Regions from separate parts of the Mus musculus genome. Here region 2 is linked to region 1. A link is a contact called in public HiChIP or PLAC-seq data. All regions are on one chromosome and are shown on one strand. Each heading gives the region's core, a stretch centred on a gene start, on an enhancer-like site or on the middle of the called end of the contact. The rest is flanking DNA. Distances are from core to core; before and after follow the strand shown. Region 1 overlaps Tbc1d9 (TBC1 domain family, member 9). Region 2 holds the start of Clgn (calmegin).

The links. HiChIP or PLAC-seq counts read pairs in DNA pulled down with a chosen protein or histone mark.
Region 2: a contact with region 1 is called in a CTCF HiChIP or PLAC-seq map of stem cell-derived epiblast-like cells, with 3 times the contacts expected there. The contact joins the promoter of Clgn here to the enhancer-like site in region 1. A contact is called at or near these places in 4 of 39 promoter capture datasets (HPC-7-derived erythroid cells, cranial neural crest, embryonic stem cells and 1 more), 1 of 15 datasets of contacts at CTCF or cohesin (stem cell-derived epiblast-like cells), 4 of 484 Hi-C or Micro-C datasets (the C2C12 cell line, embryonic stem cells, induced pluripotent stem cells and 1 more), 5 of 115 datasets of contacts at active chromatin or transcription factors (embryonic stem cells, microglia and stem cell-derived neural progenitor cells) and 1 of 9 other capture datasets (embryonic stem cells).

The regions. Positions count from the first base shown.
Region 1 is chr8:83,255,907-83,262,696 of GRCm38.p6, forward strand. It overlaps Tbc1d9 (TBC1 domain family, member 9), which reads left to right. Exons shown (of 21, transcript NM_001111304.1): 13 at 1-18; 14 at 3,089-3,187; 15 at 3,398-3,466; 16 at 5,013-5,253. Among named protein-coding and RNA genes, the nearest start is that of Ucp1, 31 kb to the right of the region's middle. Within about 2 kb of position 4,700, at least 26 of the 459 cell types and tissues checked have an H3K27ac peak or open chromatin away from gene starts, as enhancers often do. A contact at or near this core is called in stem cell-derived epiblast-like cells, where this site is marked.
Region 2 is chr8:83,386,552-83,393,734 of GRCm38.p6, forward strand. It overlaps Clgn (calmegin), which reads left to right and starts at 3,291. Exons shown (of 15, transcript NM_009904.4): 1 at 3,291-3,549. It overlaps Gm32377 (a long non-coding RNA gene), which reads right to left and starts at 2,938. Exons shown (of 5, transcript XR_878991.3): 1 at 2,860-2,938; 2 at 158-244.

The DNA.
Region 1 (6,790 bases), core at 3,450-5,949:
ATAGGGACGTCTTACGAGGTAGGTTTTGCTTCCCAGCCATGTGGTAAAGGTGCCCCAGCGTCCCCACCCAGCTCGGGTGGGCTTCTGCTGTGGTCATAGAATACAAGAATCCAGCTGCTTCATAAAGATTAAGGCTGGATTTCTCATAATCCTAGAACAGTGGTTCTCAGCCTTCCTAATGCTGCCACCATTTAAAACAGTTGTGGTGACCCCTCAACCACAAAATTTTCATTGCTACTTCATAACTGCAATTTTGCTATGTTATGAATTGTAACATAAATATTTGACGTTTGAGCCCTGTGAAAGGGTCATTCGACCCCTACAAAGGTCATGACCCACAGGTTGGAACCCTAAGGCTGGCCAGGACCTTTACAGATGAGAGCCCCAGCTTTCTCATCAGAAAGATGCATAGCATCTTGTCCACAGGAGGCAGTCCTTCTAAGACCTGTAGATAAGGCCTTTCCCATCAACCCTGCAACACCTGGGCATTCAGTTTCAACAGGAGTTTGGAGACGGACAGAAATCCTGTCCCCTCTTTACATTGGTTGTCTGAGGCAGGTGACTACCTGAAGATAAAAGCTTTGGTCTCAGAGAAGGCTGCTGAGTGTATATTGGGATTTCTCATGAGCCTTAACTTGTGTTGTAAATGGTGTAACAAGCTCTGGCCTTCTGACACCTGATCTAGAAGCGTGTCAGATTCAGCACTTGGTGAACAGAGGCGCAGTCCCAGGAAATCGTCACAAATAATTCATTGCCTGTTCTTACACTAAGCAATGAGAACACCTGGAGTAGACAGTTGCGGATATAACAATTATTTATTTATTTTTAATTTATTTTTCGTTTTACTGAGAAAAAGTCTTGTTTTATATCTTGGCCTGTCCTTGAAGTGTTCCAGTTTTCCCACTATAGATCACTGCGCAGTTCATAGCCAATTAAAAATCTTTACTCCAGCCATCAGGAACCACACCCAGGTATTCAGGGAGCCAGATGTGACCCCAAGTGTCCAGAACGTTGGGATTTTAAAGGCAAAAACCACATCCTGATTTTTGGCAGTTTCAGCAGAAGCAGCTAAGATAAGCAGCTAGCTGCAGGGGGGTCTGTACAAAACAGGCTAAGACAAGCTAGAAAAGTTACCTGGGGCATCTTGATCTTAGGATCTTGAATAGAGCTGGGTAATTTTCCACGGGATTCTCCATCAAGGGGTCATAGCTCTGGTCAAGCCTACAGTGGCCTTAGCAAGAATTCAAAATGGAGGAGCTTTTGCGCTGCCTTTCCTTGTACGGAAGTGAAGTCAATCCTATATGTCAGCCTCTTGAGGCCTTAGAAGTCCTGTGCTGCTACATTTGTCCCCCCTCATGGCTACTGTGGGGTTGGGGGTGTCTTTCGAGTACATGTGTGTTTGTGTATGTGGGAACTGTAGAGCAATCTCATGTCCTTCCTCAGGAGCCAGCTGCCTTTGTTTTTGAGACAGGCTCTCCCCCTGACCTGGAACTTGCTCAGTAGCTAGATTGGCTGGGCGGAGCCCAAAGCCTGTCATCAGAAACACCTACAATATTAGTAAAAGGGCACGGGTGGATGTGCCTGAGGGCATTCCAGAGACAGGTGGCCCATGAGGGCTTGGGGCTAATGAATGGATGGTTTTACAGTGTGATGGAGTGACTGGGGGTGGTAGGGGGTAAGAGGCAGAGCCTCATAGGAGGAAATAGATCAGTGGGGCATCTCCCAGGGAGCTCTGTCCCTGCCCTCAATTTCCACCCTTTCCTGTCCTCTGATCACCATGATGTGAGCTGCCATATTCCACTGTGTCCTTACCCCATAACGCATCCTCTGAAACCATAGGCCAAAATTAACCACTCCTCCCGTAAGCCTTCTCTGATGGGTGTCATCGTGGTCACAGGCGTGGACAAAGGCCATCCATACACATGCAGACCACTAGGGCGGAGTAGCCCACAGTCATAGGGTTCCTGCATGGCTGCCCCACCTGGATGAAGGAAGATGCTTTCTAGTCCTGATACTCTCAAATCAGCCCAAACTGCTGCTGCATTCCAGACTAGGAGTCAGGAGCTCCTGGGGCAGAAGGACCCTAAGACAACTCTAAGGGCCCCTTAGAGCTGGCAGTTTGTTGGGTCCTGAGGTTCAGTACCTGTTTACTCTATGGCCTCTTATTTCCTAAACTTTGGGTCTTAAACAATACATTAGAAAGCACAAATGTTGTGCCTTCTGTACAATGGCTTTTTTCATCAATTGTTCCCTGCCTTTTGTGAGACAGGTTCTTCTTTACTAAACACAGAGCCGCACAATTTGGCTGCCATTCCAGAAAGCCCCATAAATCCCAGTCTCCCATCTTCCCAGTAATGGTATTATTGGTTTTTGGGTGGCAGGGATTTGGTATGGCTTCTGGGGATTAGAACTCGGGTCCCCAACCCTGACTGGCAAGCCCTTTGCTGGTGGTCACTGTAGAGCAGTCTCTCCCTGAGCTGCTGTTCAGATCAGAAGATGTCCCCACCCTGGGAACTTTTCTCTCCTAACTGACTTAACTGACTTAGCTAGAAGGAAACGATAACTTGGCAGACTTAGTGGGAGTGAATCTTCTCGTCATTAGGGAGTGGCAATTCCTACCAACTCCTGAATTGGGCTGTTTAGGAGAAATAAATATTAAGATTTGGTTTCTTGTCTGAGTTAGGAAGACATCAGGCAGTGCTAGGTGTTAGAGTTTGGAGAGATAGCCAGCTCACACAATGCCCGTGTGGATAAAGGAGCATGGAGATCGGCAAGTGTTCCTCCCTACCTCCTCCTCTCTGAGCCTTAGAGCTCCCCATGCCCGTAAGTGATTAACCACAAGCCTCAGATCCAAGCTTTCTTCTTGAGGGGCTTTCACTCGAAGAAGACACGTGTGACTTTGAAATTTAGTTCTGTCACTGGGTATAGGACAATCTCTACATTATTGATTTACAGTCCCTAAATGGCTTTCTCATCACTGTCACAGAGTCGTTCGTCCTGTACCGCAGGTGTTTCCACCAGTCTGTGCATGTGACCCTGCGTGCTTGAGCACATTTTTTTCAGAAACACCAAAATTCCTCCTTTCTAGAAATTTGGAACTATCCGGGCCGATTTGATTGAGCAGATGCGATTCAAGCAGAGGCTGAAAGTGATCCAGACCCTGGAGGACACCACCAAACGCAATGTGGTAAGCCCCGTGAAGGGCAGCGGGGAGGGATGGGCGGTGGGACGGGGGCGGGGCAGGGGCGGGGAATACCTCACTTTGCCCCTCCCAGCTCACCCTCCTGCTGCCGCCCCCCCCACCCCCCCAACCCCCGCTCCAGCTTGGCAGAATTTGAGAAAGAACCTAGAGGCTTTCTTGGTGTGCCATGTTTTGAGTCTGCGCGCTCCCTTACAGGTACGGACCATTGTGACGGAGACGTCCTTCACCATCGATGAGCTGGAAGAACTGTACGCTCTTTTCAAGGTGAGTTTCAAAGTAAATTCAGAGGGATGAAAAGAACTTAATATGATGAAAAGAAGCCGTAATCGCTCAGTGAGTCCTTGATCTTTCTGTTCGGTGATTTGGGGCTTCCCTGGGTCGCCAATATACATGAGAAGGAAGACAGAGCCGGGAGAACAAAGCTGTCCTGCTAAGTAGGAAGAGTAAATTGGCTCTCAGCATTAATTTAAGTGGACATTTTAGCTCTCTTCCTCACCATCTGGTACAGTTAGTTTTCTTGGACCTTAGGACATGGGATCTTGAGTTCTAAAACTCCATAGACCAGTGGTGATCAAAGTTCAAATTCTGCCTGAAATTTCTATACCTACTAAGCTCCTAATCACCCTTTAAAAAATGTATAGCTAGAAGCAGCAGCATGGTATGTAGGAGACGTGGTTAGAGTTCACTGTTTCCCAAGTCCCCTGGCGGTGGTGGCCAGTTCTGTTAGTGCTGTGGTGATGCAGAACATCACGGAAAAGGAGGAGAAAATCTTCACAGCATGGCAGCCAAGGAACAGAAAAACACTAAGAGAGGTCCAAGACAAGAGAGAGTCCTCTAGAATATGACCCACTTCCTCCAACCAGGCTCCACATCCAGAAGTTTCCGTCATGCCCCGATAAAGCCAGCAAATGATTAATCCACTCATGAAGGAAGACCAGGCAATTGTGACTCAGTCACATCTCAGTGATGGGATCCATCCTTCAGGGACCAAGTTAACAGCATATAGCATTGTTGTGGGGATGGCTCATAGCCAAACCCTAACAAAAACTGTCTACACGCCTAGCGAAGGGCATCATGAGCTTAAATTCCTGTGGTTTCCATTTGTTCGTTGAGCCACTATTGGTATTGATCCTTAATAAGGATCAATAAGGATCCTTAATAAGAAAAATATAACCTAATAAGTTTTAAATGTGATTCTTCTACAGAAGTTTTTTGTCTTCTCTGGTCAATGTCACGGGTTGGAGTGTGGCAGTTAACACAGTACTTGGGAGTTGGAGGCAGGAACATCAGTTCAAGGGTGATGCCAGCCTGGATTGAGTGACACCATGACTCAGAAACAAAAGCCACCAGCAGATCTCAGTGTGGTTCTTTTGAGCAGGTGAAAAGATGATCTAGGAACAAACATAGAAGAAAGCATGGACATCCTGTAGACAGCTCTTACAGGAACTGAGCATAGACCTGAAGGGTCTCCCTAATGCGCCCTCCTACATCTTCACCACTAGAGGGCGCCAGTGTCATTTTTCCTCTCTCCCCTGGTAGGGAGGCCAGATGTGTATTGACTCGATACACAAGTCAAGCTCCTGCACTCTTCTGATGAAACACTGATTTCTATCCACCGCATCAGGAAACCACTGCTGAGCCTAGCTCTTCGTTCTCACCATGGTATCTTCTAGACTTACAGTTTCACAAGCTAGGTGCTCCTGTGTATAGTAGGAGGCCCACACACAGGCAGATTGGACACTGTGCCTAGGGTAACAGCAGTGGTCTGGGGCTGTATGAGTGACAGTAACCACTTTGCAACATTTTTCAGGCTGAGCATCTGACCAGCTGCTACTGGGGTGGGAGCAGCAATGCCCTGGACCGACACGACCCCAGCCTGCCTTACCTGGAGCAGTACCGCATCGACTTTGAGCAGTTCAAGGGCATGTTCGTGCTGCTCTTTCCCTGGGCGTGTGGCACACACTCCGATGTGCTGGCCTCCCGCCTGTTCCAGCTGTTAGATGAGAATGGAGACTCCTTGATTAACTTCCGAGAGTTCGTCTCTGGGCTGAGTAAGGATGCGATATTCTTGTATGAGCTGGGTGGGGACAATGGGGGTGTCACCTGGGGTTCCCCTCGATAGCACTCAGGGTCCCCACACTGAGTCTAGAGGAAGGAAGAATGCATACAAGGTTTGCATGCTAGTTGTAAGATTGTGTCTGGTTAATAGCTGTATTAATGGGTAATCTACAGCCCACTTGACACATGAGACAGATGGGGTTTTTTTTTGTGGGTTGTTTAGTTAGTTAGTTTGTTTGTTTGTTTGTTTTGAGATAGGGTTTCTCTGTGTAGCCCTGGCTGTCCTGGAACTCACTTTGTAGACCAGGCTGGCCTCGAACTCAGAAATCCACCTGCCTCTGTCTCCCGAGTGCTGGGATTAAAGGCGTGCGCCACCACGCCCGACCATGAGACAGATGTTGATATGAGTTCAGAACATGTTATCAGGGCGCTTGTAAGAAGATTCATCTGGTGAAGGTGCCTGCTTCCAAGTCTGATCTGAGTTCCCGTACCTTCCTGGTGGAGAGGGAGGGCCAACTCTCACAGAGTGTTCTCTGACCTCCTTCACACAGGACTGTGGCAAATACACACACACACACACACACACACACACACACACACACACACACACACACACACACATGCACACACACACCATAGACATAAATAACTAATATGTAGGCTTTTTAAAAAAAATACATGAATAGAGAATGCATATGGCAGTAAAATGCTAACATATCCTGTCAACCCTGACAGGTTTCCCAGGGAAAAAGGAATAGCTAGATGGTGGATTGGATTGTTTTACAAAACAATATAAAAATTAAGAGATACCCTATATAGAATAATCACATATAGGTAAGCCTTTGTAATATATGGTTTCATAATATTTCTAAGTAACATCAAATCTATTTTAATTAAAGACTGGAAAACCATAGCATAAATGGAAGTCTTTGCTGTCTGTTTCCTGGCTAAAGGACTGTCTATAAGTGGGATATGTGCACACTCTCACAAGGACTGCGTCTGGCTAGGACACGCACACATATGCGCACACATGCACACCAGACACCTGACCAGCAGGGTACAGGATGCTGGCTATCTACCAGCTTTGCTCACTTCTCTGCTGTGATTGGACCTTTATTCCATTTATAATGGGATGGAGAAACTGTTGCGTGGTAAGAGAGCTTGGCCCACTCGATGTGAAGTCAGAAGTGTAGCAAGCCTTGTGCCTGGACGTCAGGATGAATTTTTCTGAGGGAATTGTGCCTGTCTGTTATCTTGTGCATCCATCCCTTTTCTCATCCCTGTAACAAGATGACCTACAACTTAAGCAGCTTAAGCTGGAAGTGTTTCTTTTGGCTCACAGTTTGAGGGCACAGTCCATTTCAGCGGGGAAGCATCAGCAGCGTGCATATGAAGTGTCTGCCTGGTCACTGGATGCAGTCAAGAGCAGGGACATCAGTGCTGGAGCTCTCAGGCTCAGCTCCGTTCAGTCTGGGACCCCAAGCCATGTTATGGTAGCGCTCATATCTAGGATGTGCCTTCCCACCACAG
Region 2 (7,183 bases), core at 2,041-4,540, 130 kb after region 1:
TATTAACTGTCCAAGCGTCATCAAGACCACAGCAAATCATGTCTCAGTGTTTATTTCCTGGATGTATGAACCCTATGGACCTCTTAGGAAACTTATTACATTGAATAAAATGGTTTCAGAAAGCATTTTGTTATTTTTATAGAAGCTGGAAAGATACTTGGAAAAATTCAGCATGTCTTCCATGCAAACATGACAGAGGATGGAGATGGAGCTCAGGGGAAGCGCCTCATAGAAATCCATGATCCTGCAGAGGAAAAAAAAAAAGATGATAATGCAGTGCATGGGTACTTCTTTGACATCAACTTCCTCTCCTACAATGCTTGTGAAAATATAAAATGCTGTAGAAATTTTTAATCCCAATCTAGATTTTCTACCCCACCTTTGATCATTTTGTTCCAGGATAAAAGACACACAACTTTTATTATTTACAATAAGCCTTAATCAGCACCAAGGCTGCTGTTAAAAATCTATTTCCTATCGAGAATGATAACCCTGTTATTATTACGTTTCTTCTAGGCTGCTCTTGACTCCCTCAGCGTCATGCTTCCTCCGTCCATTCACCTCTCTCGTGGTTTGGGAGTCCTAAACCCCATCTCTGTCTGCTCTGCCCAGTGTTATTTGCTGTCAGCATCTTTACTTATAGTCAGAGCTAACTCGGGGGTAAGGTCCCAGAGCTTTACCTGCATCTACATGCAGCAGGTTCTCTCATCTCTGGGGCAACCAGGTCTTGGGGACCGCACTTAATATTACAAAACACAGCAAAAGACCAAACCTCAACAACAAGACAATTCAACTGACAAAATACATTTAGTAATGTATGAGACAGCTACATAGTGCTTAAACAACTGAGATACTGTTGATCAGCCACCCAAAAGGTTCAGATTAAAGATAAACCATGCTTAACAATGGTGGAGCAACAAGAACTCTTGCATATTGCTGATGGGATCTTAAAATCACACAGCCACATTGTAACACATAGCATCTTCTTTCACAGATACCCCAGGCATCTCATCCATTCTGCTTATAGCTACTGAAGAGGAGGGAGAACCTCTGTCCTCGAAATGCTTGCAGCATCCTTATTTGCAATAGTCCTGAACTGGAAACTGTACAAATGTCCATTTGAAAAGTAGAATTATAAACAGCTGTACATCAGTACAGTGGAAAGCCACAAAGCAATAAGCAAATGCAAGTTTCGGATTCAGACGTGGATGAACCTCAGGCTGAAAGGAGTAGGGGAGTATTTAAGCTCCTTTTTAAAAATCACATTCCACAAGTCTATGATTGCTAGGGATGAGGTCAAGAAAGCTTTTGGCAGCTGGGTGTGGTGGCACATGCCTTTAATCCCAGCACTTGGGATGCAGAGGCAGACGGATTTCTGAGTTCGAGGCCAGCCTGGTCTACAAAGTGAGTTCCAGGACAGTCAGGGCTACACAGAGAAACCCTGTCTTAAAAAAGCAAACAAACAAACAAAAACAAACAAAAAAAACAAATCAAAACAAAAAAAGATATGGAGCAATAAACCTATCCAGAAAGGTTCTTTGGAGCAACTTCTGTGCTGTCTAGAAATGGACAGTTCAAGTCACAGGTCAGTAGCGGCAGCTCGATCCACTCGCAAACACTTCACAGATACACCAGCAGTCCAGGTTAGTAGAGTCAGGTTAGCGACAGCAGTGGCATGACCTAGCAGAGACAGCCAGGCCTCAGCCTTGGCTTGAGTCAGCAGGAGGGACCAAGAGGAACACCAAGAAAAGTTCTGACTATGCCTCTCTCAACCAAGCATAGACCAACAAAGACTCGTGACTAACAAATGTTGCACAGCTAGCTCGATAAGCAAGCCTAGCTCAACCCCTGTCACTGTTAGTTGGGTCCTTTTTATACTCCCTCTAAACATCACGTGTCCTCCACAGGTCCTGCCTTAGCATGTGCGTCTGTCTCAGCTGACATCACTCTGCCAATCAGCCCAAGTCTGCAAAAGCAACAAAAACTACAACACACTACCAACAATTCTTTAATGTGTTTCTATGGAGTCCCGACAGACACAGCTCAACTACACAATGTAAGGCACACCAATACATATGTCATTAGCGAAGAATCCTTTATCACGTGTCCTTTCACATGTTTGCTTTAGCAGAACATCCTCTCTCCTGTGTCTGCTTCAGTGTAACATTCCTTCACGAGTCTGCTGTAGCCTTTCACACCTATGTCCACTTTAACAAGATGCTCCTTCAAGTGTTTGTCCCAGCAAAACACCACCCAACTGACTTTCCAAAGAACCCTTCACACCTCCTTCAGTTAAACCTAGGACAATTTGGGTACCACAGTAACTGTACACAGTGACTGGATAAAACAGACTCTATGCCTAAATAGGATGGACTCTTGGATGGAGGTGTGTTAAGTTTTTAAAAATGTTGCTTGTGCCTAATAAGGAATGAAGACAGTTAGTTAAAATTACTGTATTGAAACCACAGTAAAGTTGAGTCAAGCAAAAAAATGACAGATCCTAAATCAAGGGGCAGACTTCAAACATTTATGAACAGAAAACAGAACGTTTACACAGACTCAAAGTTTGGTCACACAAATTAAGACGATACAAACAATATACAGAATTGTAAACATACAGAGAAAAAAGCAGGTAATGCCTTCAAGGAGTGTTCAAGATTAATAAAAAACCAATTATGTGTCTGTGGCAAATTATTAACATTAATACTGACAAAATGAAAATGTACAGTTTCATTTATAATGTAATAGCAAGCCAGGAGCATGTGTGAAATAGGAAGCTTCCCGGTTGATAACCATGAACAATCAGCTACTAAAACACAAAAATATAGAGGGAAATTTCAGCGTATGAATTTGGCACACCTGCCCTGGCACTCTTTTAAAAACGTTGAGATAAAATTGAGGAAACAAAAGATGTGGATCAACTGATACAGAGCTTGCATAACCCCACCAAGAGGGCTTCAATCACTACTGCATAACAGTGTGGCGTTGCAAATCCAAAAGTCAGGAAGAAGGGAAGGAGGATCAAAAAGTTTAAGGTCATCAGAACAAAACAAGAGAAAGAAAAACAAAAAAACCCAAAACCATCCATCTATTCATCATCCATCCGGGAACCAATTAAGGTGCGACACGAAGAACTGAGCAGTCTGCAGAGCCAGCAGCCTGAGCTCCAGAGAGGGACTGACGTTGGAAGGACCGCATCCCCCCAGGCGCGCGGCCGCTGGGTCCCGAGCGGCGGTTGAGCGGGCCGCTTGCGCACTGGGGCTGCCTCTGCATCCTGCATCCTCCCGCGCGGCCGCTCGCGCACGCGCAGTTAGCAGTCGCTGCTGGGCGGCTGCCGGCGGGATCGCTCTGGGGAGACGCCGGGCACCAAGTAGCGGCCAGTCGGACACCTGAGCTGCCGCTGCTGGACACAAGCCCGCAGGACAGGTGTGTAGACCGCGGGCCGCCTTCCTGCGGCTTGTTCTCTGGGGACCGGGTGAGAAATCGGATCCAGGTGCCCCGCAGCATCCTCTTCTGAGACTAGAAGAAGGCTTAGCTTGGTGCGGCCAGGTGAGGCTGGAGGATGAGTTCAGGGATGAATGTGGGAGTTAGACTCTTGGGTGGGCTCTGCCAACCTCGGGGACAGAGATCAGCCCTGGATGGAGGGAGACGCCACCCTGAGTCCCTTGGGTCCTCCTTCTGCTTCCCTGACACTGGGGAAGGCCAGGTTGCCCTGCCCAGCCTGGCGCCTCTCTCAAGTCCGTTATCCCAGCGGTTGCCACAGCTGCTGTTGCCACTGTGTGGCCCGGTTCCACGAAGCTCTACCACAATCCCTGGAGAGTTCTTCTCGCATCTTTCTAGAAAATGCAACAAAACCAACCTGGGCACATTTGCAGCCCACTTCTCTGTGAAGCCAAAGAACCCTACCTCCCCCACCCCCACGCTCAAACCTGGCTAAGGTGGCCAGAGAATCCTGGCCACTCCCTAGACACTTGGGTGGAGCCTAACAGGAGCCATTGGGGAGTAACCGGCCCTGTGTTGAATCCAGAAAACCTTAATGACTAGAGTCTCATTATCTAAAGCCTGTTTACTATCAGTCAGATACTTTAGCTGAGTTTAAGTGGCATCTGCCCCACCCAGGAGGAAGAAGCTATGCAGGGGTTTGTTTGGGGTTAAAGAGCAAAAGGCTAGGAAGTTGGGAGCTGGAGACCGAAGGTATAAACAGAAATAAACAAATTAGGCAAAACAAAAATTTAAAAATTAGGTGGTCAATGGTTCAATATCTCTGACGAAGATTAATTTATGTTGAAACAGAATAGTAAATCATGGTTGTTTTTCTTGCCCTGAAAAATTGACATCTCCCTAGGTAGCTCTCTTTTTTTGGTAATTGTAATTTTGACCATTTTCTAGTCTACAGTCTGTTGGTTTGGTCATCCAGACACATTGATCCTGTTCCTTAAACTCAAGATAGTCTTTTTTGTCTTGTTTTGATTGGTCTTGTTGGTCTGTTGTCTGTAAATGGTGGCGTGTGCTGATGGATATGCAGCTAGCAGGTGGGGGCTCAGGGCTCTGGGCTTGTTTGGTGTCTACTAAACTTTCCTTCTTTATTATGTAATTAGAAAACAGGAACTGTCAGCTTTGATAGGACTTTCTCTCAACTCATGGGTGACAAGAGGCCCAGAGAAGGGAACCAGTTCAGTTGTCCTTTGAACAACAGTGTTAGTCACTTAGTGACAAGGTATCAAGGGCAGGGAGCTTTCGAATGCCCTTTTCTGGCCTCCTCTGGCACCCACACATACGTGTACATAACCACAAAAGAGAAACACATACATGTAATTAAAGTATATGTGTATGTGTGTGTATAGATAGATATCGATATAGATGGGTAGATATATAGCAAATATTCAGAATGAAAGAATGAGTCATGGAAGGGGCAGTATATGATCATAATTACTAAACATTTTTTAAAGTAGAGTCTAATTTAAGAATTGTTTTTTTTTTTCTCACAAACACCAGGCTTACAAGATGGCAGGGGTTGGTTATAAAGGTTAGCAGGAGTGGACATGACACTGAACAACAACTTACTAGTATCTGTCAGGAAGGCTAGGTCCCTAATGAAGGCTGAGGGATCAAAATGTGTTCATTCCACAAATGCCCTCCTATTCACACCCCAGGGGACCAGTGAGACTATATTCTGTCTATTTTGCTTCGTTTTGGGGGGCCCAGGGCCTTGGGGATACAGGCAAGCGTTCTGGCTGTGTTCTTGTTCCCAGCCCAAGTTCATACATTTGGAACCATTTGGTTGACTACATGTGGTGCCAATTGAAAAGGGAATTAAAGACACAGAACAGCGTGTTTACAATTTTTAAAATTACATTTATTAAACCAGATGTGATTACTAAAGTAATCCCAACACTTGGGAGGCAGAGGCGGGCGGATCTTTGATTTCTGGGCCAGCCTGGTCTACATAGTGAGTTCCAACACAGCCAGGGATACACAGAGAAATCCTGTCTCAAAATAAAAATTATATGTATGTATATATTTATTCATTTATTTGTGGGGTGGTCGAGTACTGGGACACACATGTGGAGGTCAGAGGACAGCTTTAAGAATCAGTTCTTCCCCCCCCCCCCCACTATGTAGGTCCTGGGGATTAAACTTGGGTCCTCAGGTTTAGCAGCAAGCTCAGATGTCTGAGCCATCTCAATGGCCACAATAACAAGCATTTCTCAATCCTGGGGAAAGAGCAAGCTCAAATTAAGGAAGGTGGTGGGTCGTCTTTGAGGGCGAATAAGTCCCCAAAGCTAAAGAGTGACCTCTGAACTGTGAGTAAGGTTCGGGAATCCTCAGATAGCTTTCATAGAGAGAAACAAAAAGTATATACAGTGTATGAAGAAAATAAATAAATAAGGAGAAAAGGAAAGGACATGACTGTTTCTAGGTGTGCTGCAGGAGCTAGATTCCCATAGACAAGAGGGAGATTAGCCAGAGGCAGAGACAACTGAGAGAATCCAGAGTCCTCAGGACCCTGAGCCATGTGAGGAGAGCAGGGAGGGGAAAAAGGAGAGAGGAGAGGGGAACCAGGACCAGCAGCCAGGAGGCCAACGGGAAGAGTCTCTGGTGAAAGGGCAGCTCAGCCCCTGGGCTGGAAAGTTCAGGGTAGAGCATAGGGTAGGGACTGAGGGATGCTGGGAAAACCTGGAGGCCAGGTCTGCTTTGATATGTTAAAAAGGCACCTCAGACTTTAGTCCAGGGCTTAAAACTCAAGTTTATAAGAAGAGCTGGGCTTGGTGGCTGACACCTTTAATCCCAGCACTTGGGAGGCAGAGACAAGCAGATTTTGAGTTCAAGGCCAGCCTGCTCTACAGAGTGAGTTCCAGGACAACCAGGGCTACACAGAGAAAAACCCTGTCTTGAAAACAAACAAACAAAAAAAAAAAGAAGAAGAAGAAGAAGAGGAGGAGGAGCAGGAGGAGGAGGAGGAGGAGGAGGAAGAAGAAGAAGAAGAAGAAGAAGAAGAAGAAGAAGAAGAAGAAGAAGAAGAAGAAGAAAGAAGAAAGAAGAAAGAAAAGAAAGAAGAAAGAAGAAAGAAGAAAGAAGAAAGAAGAAAGAAGAAGAAGAAAAGCTAGTGTGGTGACATGCACCTGTAAGCCCCGTGCTGGGGAGGCAGACAGCCCTGGTCCCCTGGGTACAGCCAGTGCAGAAAGTATGTGAAGGTCCTCAGAAACTGAAAGCAGAATCAGCGTATGGTGAAGTGGACAGGAAAGTTGTTCCTTTGTTCATTCTCTTGTTGCTGAGACAGAAATACTGGATATAGGAACTTAAGGAGGGAAGGGTTTGTTTATTCTGGCTTACAGTCTGAGGGGACACAGTCGATTGTGACTGGAAAGGCCTGGCAGCTGCTCACACAGAGTTTGCAGTCAGGGAGTAGAGAGCTGGTCCTCAGCTCACTCTCTCCTCTTCCTAAGTTCAGGGCCTCAGCCCACGGAATGCTGTCATCCTCGTTAAGATGAGTCTTCATACCTCAATTAACACAATTAGACACCCCATGAACAGGCCTGCCCTGAAGTTTTTCTCTAGGTGATTCTAGATTTTGTCAAGTTGACAATGTGAACTCTCCAGAACTTAAACTGAAAATCTATTTTGAAAGAGAAAACATGGTTTCAAAGTGATATCGATTTTTTTTCTACATTTATTTATGGTG